Regions from separate parts of the Gossypium hirsutum genome. Here region 2 is linked to region 1. Evidence: chromatin contacts called from public Hi-C data. All regions are on one chromosome and are shown on one strand. Each heading gives the region's core, a stretch centred on a gene start, on an enhancer-like site or on the middle of the called end of the contact. The rest is flanking DNA. Distances are from core to core; before and after follow the strand shown. Region 1 has its middle 21 kb from the start of LOC107898609. Region 2 holds the start of LOC107897552 (receptor-like cytosolic serine/threonine-protein kinase RBK1).

Region 1 (5,214 bases), core at 1,770-4,269:
CAGTTTTCAAATAATAATGAATTCACACTTCGATTCAATATTCTCAAATATATAATTCGATTCAATACAAAAGTAACAATTCTTACCTCTATTTCACTTACCATACAATATATAATAAAAACAATAATTAATTATTAAGTTCGGTTTATAGAAATACAAACCATAATTCTCAGATTACTCTTCGTCAACCTTCTCTTTTCCTTTCTTAGTCGATGTCTCTGGTACTACGTTAGCTACGGAAATTAAACAATTTACACTATTAATACATCATTAATTCACAATAAATAATTGAATTTCTATTTAATTCAAACCTTAATTTCAATTTGATCCTAATTAACTCTTTTACTTTTATCACTCAATTCATATTTCATTTCTATTCAATTTCCTATCATATTCACCCTAACCATCAAATATTCATGGTAAAACCCTAATCTCAAGTTTTTTTAAATTTAGTCCCTCTAACATAAAACTTATAGCTTCTTTTACAATTTAATCCCTTAATTAATTCTAACTTGATATTCATTCAATTAAATCCCTAATTCAACAATTTGTTCAACATGAACAATGCTTAAAAACCTATAAACCTCCAAAACCTCAAGTTTATTCCAACAAAAATTTGTTCTAAAGCTTCTAAAACATAAAAATTACAAAAAAAGGGGACTAAATTGACTTTCCAAATTAAGCTTCAAACCCTAAAACTTAAATTTTCCCTTTTCTTTTTCTTTCCTTCTTTTTCTCCCATGTTCTTCTCTGTTTTGTCTCTTTACCTTCTCTTTTTCTAACTTTATTTCATTTATTTTATATTATGTTTTATTATATTATTATATTATATTTTAGTAATAAATATTATTAACTAAAATAATAAGTAAATACATACATGTATTACAAATGTATGTATAATATTTATTACACATGTATTTAAATTTTACCATACATGTGGCACTTATGGCTTAATTGCTAATTTAGTCCCTTAATTTTTCTTTATTCAAAAATTCAACTTTCACACTTTATTCAATCTAGTCCTTACACTAAATTAACCTTAACTCAAACTAATTCATCTAGCCAAAATCTAATTAATCACTCAACTAATATTCGTAAATATTTCTAATAAATATTTACGAACCCAATTTATGAGAACAGTAACCCAGAAACACAATTTCTGATACCCATAAATTTTGAGTCATTACATTGTTAATTTAAAGTATAATCTTATAGCATAAGGGGGCGAATTATATGAAATACAATTTGGCCAAGGAACGAATGTTATATAATGTGGATACCAAATTTAAAATACATAATAATTTATATATAAAACTCAAAAATCTAAAAATTCCAAGGGGGCAACCACCCTGCACCCCTTGGATCCATCCCTACTAATAAGTCCATCGTTATCAAACTTAATATTTTAACCTAATAAACTCCCAAGCTTGACACTGCCTACAGTGTCACGTTTAGCTCACCAAGCTTCCAGCCCCCCATTTCAATCCAACATAGCACCTTTGACTTCGGAAAGCCATCTTTGCCAAACCTGAATCTGAGATCGTCACAACAGTTGCACCGCCATCTCCTTCATCAAATACAACACCATCAGGGTTAAAACATCTTTGCCTAGGAGCTTATTTGCCACCAGCTTTTTCAATGAACTTTAGAGTCTGTTAGATTCTTATAACATATTCAACTTGCTATCCTCCTTTTTGTATGTGTATAAATACCCTCATCATGTACTCAATCAATCAAGCAATATTTTTAAGGATTATTTACAAAGTTTAGCATGTTCATGTTTACTTTTGTATGAGTTTCTTTCATGGTATCATCCACCGATTCCCAAGCTAATTTCCACTATGCTCCATGGCTACCATTTCACCGGATGTGTCCACAAATGAAGCAATGTCCCTGAGGAACTCTGCTCTTGTCCATAACTCGTCTTTATCGTGCTTTCCTGATAGAGAAAGAACCTGTTGAATGGTGTAATCCTTCCCTAAAATCAAGAAAATAAATCTTAGAGAAGATACTTTCGTTCAATGGCAACACCAACTAAAACTCATTATAGATGGATATGGCCTTACCGATTATGTTAATGACACTCTTTCAACTCTGTATCATTTTGTACCGGATCTAGAAAGGAAGTTGGTCTCTAATCAACAAGATAAACTTCTTACCTCTTAGCTCTTATCCACAATCAGTGGCAAAATCTTATTGTATTTTACAGGTGCTACCATTACACACAAAGTATGGAGCAAAATGACTCAATTATTTGTTGCTGTCTCTAGTGCCAAAATCTCACGGCTAAAGCATGGCTTGCACTCTTTGAAGAAAGGTTATTTATCTGTTAAAGAGTACTTGGCCAAAATAAAAAAAATGTATGTGATCTTCTTACTGCCTCGGGTCATTTTATTCCGGATACCCACCAAGTTGACATAGTGTTAGCAAACCTTCTAGTGGAGTTTGAGGTCGTGGCCACCATTACATCATTTGCGCCGGACCTCTGAGGATGGATCGCTTGGTTGACATTCTTCTTAAATGTGAGAATCAACAAAAGCATTTTGTGGTTTTGGTTTAAGCCAATCTTGTGTACCACACAGTTTTGCTTATTCCGGTTTCTCCTTCTGACTTTGTGCCTCCATTTCGCTCAGTGGGCTCTTTTTCAAGAGGTAGTAATAGTTTTTCTCGAGGTCGTGGTCAGAGTTCTAGGGGTTGTCCTCAATGTCAGCTTTGTGGTCGACTTGGCCACCTTGTTCAAAGGTGTTTCTACCAATTTAACAGAGATTTTGATGGTTTTTCAGCGCCTTCTTTGTCTCAAGGTTTGGAGGATATTTCGATGGCTGCACCAATGCTAGGGGGTTTTTTGCCAATAGCTTTTTAGGGTTTCCTTCAAGCCCTCATAATTTTCCTCATTTCTCTTATGACCCGATCTATTCATTAAGACCAACGACCCAAATAAATCGTGTTGCTTATGGGTATGGACTTCAGGCTGTGTTCGGGATTAGGGATTCATTTGTTGGGTCTGTTGTTGGGCTCTTGAATAATGCTAGGCCCGTGTTTTTGCATAATACTGTAGCTGGGTCTTCGGTGCTGCCAAGTACTACTGCTGGGACGTATTTGTCTCCTACCACTGGGCCTGTTTTGTCAACTAGGGTTGTTGGGTTATGCCTTTCTAGTGCTGCTGGGCATTTCGACCGAATGATGCTACTAGGCCCTTATTATCACATGTTGCTGGGCTTATCCATACCTTATCCAAATAGCCTGACTCGGGTGCCACCAATTATGTATGTCAGGAGGCATCATTATTGAATAATTTGAGTGAATATTCAGGGAAAATTCCTCAGCTTATGGGTGATGGTATAAGTTCCCAAAGATTCAAAAAAAATTACTCTCGATTTCTCAATTTGCTAGGAATAATAATGTGTTTTTCGAGTTTCACTCGTTTCATTTTCTTATAATCGATATACAGACCTAGAAAATTTTTCTTCAAGACCACACATATGAAGGATTGTATCTGTTTTCTCTGATGCCGTCTTCCTTCAATATGAGTTCTGTTCAAGGTGCTGAAATGTCTTTTGACAATGTAGAATTGGGCACTAGTTCCTATTTGCCTTCTAAGTGTAATTTGTTTAAGTTGTGGCATTGTCAAATTGGGCACTCGTTGTCGAGTATTGTCAGTTTAGTTTTAAAAACTTGTAATGTTTTTGTTAATACTAATAAATTTCAGCATGTATGTTCTACTTGTCAGTAAGGGAAGTCGCACAAGTTACCATTTTCAGCTTCTATCACAGTGTATCATCATCCATTTGATTTAGTTGTTTCTGACCTATGGAGACCTCTTGCTTCTATTAATTGTGGGACTAGTTGGTATTATGTTTCATTTGTTGATGTTTGTAGCCGGTTTACATGGTTCCTTCTTATCCCAAAAAAGTCTCAAGCTGTTGGTTGTTTTGTTCGTTTTCAGAAGATGATTACAGTTCAGTTTGGCAAAGATATGAGTGACTGGAGTGGTGAATTTCGCTCTTTTACTTCCTTGTTGGCTTAGCACAAAATTCTCCATTGTGTTGCGTGCCCACTCACATTCGAGCAAAATAAGATTGTTGAAAGAAAGCACCATCATATAGTGGAAGTTGGGCTCACATTACTAGCTTAAGCCCATTTTCTAATGAAGTATTGGGGATATGCCTTTTCATGTGCTATGCATTTGATAAATCGATTGCCCACTTCGGTTCTTCAAAATTAGTCTCGTATTTGGTGCTTTATGGTACTCCTCCGAAATATGATCATCTTCCTGTTTTGGGTGTTGTTGCTATCCGTACCTTCGATCGTTTAATCAACATAAGTTAGAGTTTCGATCTCACCCATGTACTTTTCTTGGCTACAATTCTCATCATAATGGCTATCAGTGTCTTGCTCCGGATGGACGTGTGTTTATTTCTTGACACCTGAAAGAAACTCATATAAAAGTAAATATGAACAAACTCATACAAAAGTAAATATGAACATGCTAATCTTTATGAATGAACCTTGAAAATATTGCTTGAAAGGTAATTGGCATATTCATGTTTACTTTTGTACGAGTTTCTTTCATGAATCATTCCAACCCAACAAATGCAATTTAATATTTTAAAAAATTGACCTTAAGCAACAATGAGTAACGTGGCCAAATATAGGGATGACATATAGACAAATAGAAAAACAACACATGTCTTACTTTTTAATTATTCTAAAAAATTTAAAATATATATATTCAAAAAATAAACAAATCTTTAAAATATATATAATATATTTATTATGAAAATTCTAAAAATTAAAGATATATAATTAAAAAATAAAAATTAGTTAAAAAAAGAAACATGGAAAATATTAAAAATTTTAAAAAATATTTTGAAAAATTTAAAAAAAAGTTAAAATTTTGGAAAACTAAAAATATAAAATATTCAAAAATTATTTTAGAAATTCAAAAAGCAAAAATTGTCTGGTCAACATTGGTCAACACCTGATTGGTCAACGCTAGTTCATTTTTAAACTTTTTTTTTCGTAATTTAAATTTTTTGAATTTTTATATATTTTTTATTTTTAAAATATTTTTTGAATTGTTTATATATTCAATTTTTATAATTTTATGAAATTTAAACTAATTTTTTAAATATTTTTTAAATATATATTAAAATTGTTTGTCTTTTTAATTTTAATTTTTTTAAAATTTAGAATAATTATATACAAAGACAT
Region 2 (5,070 bases), core at 2,419-4,918, 170 kb after region 1:
GATGTATTATATTTTTAAAATTTATTTTTATATAAAAAATTAATCCAGACAAATCAGATCTGGCTTGAGTTTAATATTTTTTATCTGGCTCGAACTTGAACAAAATTTTAAATTTTTTTTAATCAAGCCAAATCTAAATCTAAAAACGAGCTTAAAATTTTAATGAGACATTATTAGTTACAAGTATTTGACGAAATCGGTTATAAAAAGCATAAACTTTCTTTATTCTGAAAATTTGAGATATCGACAAATTAAAGGTCTATGTTTAAAGGGTATAGTTTCGATGAGGGTTTTGAAGTTTGTGATTGTGTTTGGTATACTTTTTTTTCTTTCTTTTCATCTTTCAAACAATCTGTGATAGTTTGGTTTCTGATTTTTTTTTAACTTTATTATGATAAAATCAATTAGATATTATTTAATAAAGTTTTAAAGCTTGCCATATATCTTTTTAAAAATTAAGTAAATATAAAAGAATGAATAATTTTTTTAATATAAAAAATTTAAAATAAAATTTTGATTCAGATCAAGTAACATAAAACGCCATTTGGATCTATTTTCTTGGGTTTTTCTACTCGGCTTAGTTAAGTGTGCTTTCTATTTTATTTTTTTCTTAATGCAAGAGTTGGGTCTCACTACTAATCCGTTTAGTTTATTGTATGAAACGCAGAAATGCATTTTTGACATAGAATTTAATTTCTTGGTTTTGTAAATTAAAAGTACAATATTGACCCAATGGCGCTTCACTCCTAGCTTTCCCTTTAGTTTCATCAATCCAATGGCTTTGGACATTGATGCCATTTTCTTCTATGCTATGTATACCAATCTACTCTTGGGAAAAGTTGGGTCATTTAATGGATTTTTATCTACAACACACCCACCCCAGCAGGGCCATTACTCTTATCTTTGTTTCAAATTTTCAGACAACAACTAAGCCTGTCACTCCATAACCAGTTGCTTATGACGATTTAAGTCATTTAGGTAGCTGGTTCGACTATAATCTTGCAAATCCAAGCTGTCTGCAATTATTCCTCTCTCACCACAACATTTCAGCTCACCCTCTACCGGACTCTCTTTGTTCTTCAGCAACTCCACAACCTGAAAATTGCAAAGAATTTAGCGGTTCCTGCCATGCTCCGAATGGAAAACAAAGGGAACAAAAGGAGATGCTTTTGAATTCGTTTCGTACCCTTATCATGGTTGGACGCTTACTGGCCGAGTGATTAATGCACATGGAAGCGGTTATCATTGTACGTTTCATTTCACTTGGATCATAATTGTCTCCTAGCCCAGGATCTACCAATTCCTTTACTTCGTTCTGTTGTAGGAGCGGTTTTGCCTGTAAACAAGACAACAAATAAGTTCATAATATCATTTCAAATGCTTTCGCTAGTTTGATGACTTTGGTGCAGAATGTACCCAAATCACAAGGCTTTGTCTGGCTGAATCGACTGCACGGCGACCTGTTATTATCTCCAGCAATAGAACTCCAAATGCGAATACATCAATCTTTTCATCAACGATTCCATGCATAAAATACTCCGGAGCTAAATACCTGAGATATTGGCCACACATTTACTGACTTTATGAAATTACCAATACTAGTAACGAAGAAGGGAAAGGGGCTGCATGCCTAACCCGAATGTTCCTTCAATGGGATGGACGACATGGTGAGGCCAATTTTCCGGAAGCCACTTTGCCAGACCAAAATCTGATATCTGCAACGTGAAGAAGAAATCAGAAGCTTGGTGTTTTCAACCAAATAGTATAAACTCAAGCCATTAACAGTGGAAAAATACACATATCAGAGCATGGAAAGCACCTGAGCTTCATAATCTTCAGTGAGGAGTATGTTAGAGGCTTTTATGTCTCTGTGTATAATGCGCCTCTGGCAGTCATAATGGAGATATTCCAATCCATCTGCAATCCCAATCGCCACCTTAAACCTAGTTTTCCAATCTAGGCGCTCGGGTGAACCTGTAGAGCGGAATGTTTCCTAGTTAGTCCAATGGTTATGTCATGGTTGACCCAAAAGTACAATTGCAGCCATTTTGATTAAACTCTTTTTTTGTACCAAAAAGCACAGAAGAAAGGCTGCCATGAGGTGAAAACTGAAGTACTAAGTGCAAGCCTCCATCGACGCTGAATCCCATTAAGCAAGCTGCATTAGGGTGATTTATGTGAGCAATAATCCCAAGTTCAGACAAGAAATCACTGGCCCTATCCTCTTCTTGTTTCTCATTCTTCATTAGCTTCTTCACTGCTACGATTTGACCATCAGATAAATGTCCTTTGTACACCTCCGCATGGCCCCCTTTTCCAATCAAATTCTCTGCAATGGAAGGATAGATAGAACCACAATTCATCAATAAAATACAACCAAAAACACAGGAAAGACAAGTCAAGTGAATTGTCAATTTCATGTCCCCATGATTAAAGGGGAACCATTAAGTCAATCAAAGTTCCAAGGATGTTACATGGCTCACAGCAAGGGTCATTTTCCAACATCAATTTCATTTCAACCCCCCAACTAAATTTCATTTTAGTCAAAAATTAAATAAATCTTTTCTTTAAACCAGTAAGTTGACTTCAATTGCAGACAAGTTTGACTGCCTGGCTGCCGATGTAATAATTGATAAATTCAACTAGAATTAAATATAAGAACGTTCAAATTTAACCAACTTTAAAAAGATTGTTTCATCTATATAAACCGGATTAGAAAAAACTGAACCAATTCATCTATCTAAAATTTCTAACTGCTAAAACTTTGGATTTAAAGAGAGGAAAATTAAGCTTGAAATGAAATTGCATACCAGGACTGAAATTATCAGTAGCAGCAGCAAGCTCTGAGTAGGTAAAATTTTTCCATGATGGTTTAGGAACTGGAATGGAGTTAATATCAACATGTTCTTCCTCAGAGGCATGTAGTTTTTCCAGTTTTGTCCTCCTTAAGTTCTTATCATTACTTGTCAGCAAAGGAATAAGAGAGAAACTTCTGACATATTTCTTCTTAACATTTCCAATTAAATTCTTCCATTGCAGACCATAAGAGTCTTTGTTCCCTTTCTGAAAAACAGGCTTCCTAGGAGAATAGGAACTGGAATTGCTGCTGCAGCTGCTGGTATCGGAGTCGGATCCCAGCACCGGAATCTCCAATACACATCTCGGTGATGGCTGTTCATTTACCGATGCACTTCTCATCTCCTTGGATTTCGATTCCTTTTCTGGAGTTTTCTCTTCCACTGTCTCTCTCCCTGTCTCTGCACCAATACAACAAAAACAAACCCACTAAAACATGAAAACTGTCGACAATAATATAAACAGAAAGAAACCCAAAACCCCAAAATGGAAAAGAAGCCTGAAAGGTACCTTCCATAGCCATTATCCAAGGCTTTTTTTCAAGTAATCAAAAGAAATATGAACAAAAACTTGCTATTTTTTCAATTCAATATTATGAACTTGAAAATGTTCTTGGATACATAACAAGCATTGAAATCCCACAAAAAAAAAAAGTTTTACATTTTCATGTTTTGAGGTGGGCTGACTTGTTTGGTCTTCAAGAAAAAAAAAGAAAGGGTATATCTTTTGAAGTTGGTAATTCTTAGAGACATCAAATCAAAAGCAAAGCTCAAAAAACCTGCAGTTTGATCAGAATGATTTGGAATCTCTCCTGTATTTATACAAACTTTTCTTTTCTTTTAAAGGGAAAAGGTATAATTTGAATTTCATCCCTATACTTTCTGAATATTAAAAAGTTGTCTTTTTTTAGTTTATTGAATTTCGTCTTTATACTCCACAAAAATTGACAAGCTAATTTAATTTTTGATAGTTACATGAATTTGAATAATTGATTTTCGTTAATATATTGCATATAAATTATTGAATGGTTAATTTTTTTGATTTTATGCATGTATTATTAAAATAATTATTTTTGTTTATAATTTAGATAAATGTTTGATAGCATTACCTAATTAAATTAATTTTTCCATTTTTGTAAAGGATGAGAGTTAAATTTTGACAATGTAATGTAAAGGACTAAGTTTCAAATTTCATAAAATAGAAGGATGAAATTAAAATTAGACCAAAAGAAACGCATTTAAACTTTGTATTATTTAAAGTTTCAAATCTTTTTATTATTAATTATTGATGAACAAAAGAAAATATTTTATTAATCCATCATATGTTCTGATGAAATCGTGACCGTTGGTTTTAGCGCTCGAGATTTCTGCCGCAACTACGCATGTAAAGGGGTGGGAGAAAAGTTAACGAACCGACCAACGGTTGGTAATTTTCAAGCGTTTCGGAGGGTATTTTGGGTATTATGAGGAATGTCCTTTTATGTGGTGGGAATTTTAATAAACCAAATATATATATTTATTTATTTTAGTGGATGGGATGCGGGTGTGGAGGCCCCCACGCCCGTACGATAACCGATGAAATGAAAGCTCCCAGGGCGGGAAGGATTAAGGGATTAGATTGATTAATTAAAATTAAAAAGGACAAAATTAGGGATATTAAAAGGGACGTTTTTTTGTTGCCATTTAATTAGATTTTGACCTACCTTTTATTTTTTTAACAAAAGAGGATAAGTTTGGAGCGTGGAATTTTATTATTTTATAAAGTATTCATTTTTTGCACAAATTCAAAAATAAATTATGAGAATATATGGGATATTTGAAATTTAAATAATATAGTAGACATTTGTAAATAGTGAAGTATTTTTGTTTTGGTAAATTATGATAATAGGGGGTAAAGTCTGAATAATTAATGCGACTAACACAATTTGAATTCAGATCACATTTGAGGCGGTGAACACTCTTAATTATCAAGCCTTCATATAAGGTTAAAATAATAAAGTATTTTTAAAATTTAGTATGAATAAGAACTTTAATATTAGGAATAATTGAATTTGATTCAGGCTAAATATTCGAAAAAGCCGTAAATGTAAACTTATCATCTCAATTAATTCACTGCTCTCACAACAGAAGAAAATTTTCATATCACAATTTAATTTGTATCATAATAATTACAATTAGCATAATAGTAAATTTATTGATTATAATCATTAAAAGA

Evidence for each region. Hi-C and Micro-C count contacts between places; a contact is called where the count stands out from the background.
Region 2: a contact with region 1 is called in a Hi-C map of leaf, with 1.6 times the contacts expected there. The contact joins the promoter of LOC107897552 here to the enhancer-like site in region 1. A contact is called at or near these places in 4 of 34 Hi-C or Micro-C datasets (leaf and seedling).

What each region holds. Positions count from the first base shown.
Region 1 is chrA11:55,596,047-55,601,260 of Gossypium_hirsutum_v2.1, forward strand. No RefSeq gene overlaps it. Among protein-coding and RNA genes, the nearest start is that of LOC107898609, 21 kb to the left of the region's middle. Within about 2 kb of position 3,020, at least 8 of the 9 cell types and tissues checked have an H3K27ac peak or open chromatin away from gene starts, as enhancers often do. A contact at or near this core is called in leaf, where this site is marked.
Region 2 is chrA11:55,767,892-55,772,961 of Gossypium_hirsutum_v2.1, forward strand. It overlaps LOC107897552 (receptor-like cytosolic serine/threonine-protein kinase RBK1), which reads right to left and starts at 3,669. Exons shown (of 8, transcript XM_016823043.2): 1 at 3,367-3,669; 2 at 2,811-3,257; 3 at 2,072-2,329; 4 at 1,820-1,974; 5 at 1,636-1,715; 6 at 1,417-1,552; 7 at 1,187-1,336; 8 at 630-1,095. The coding sequence starts at 3,379. The coding sequence ends at 937.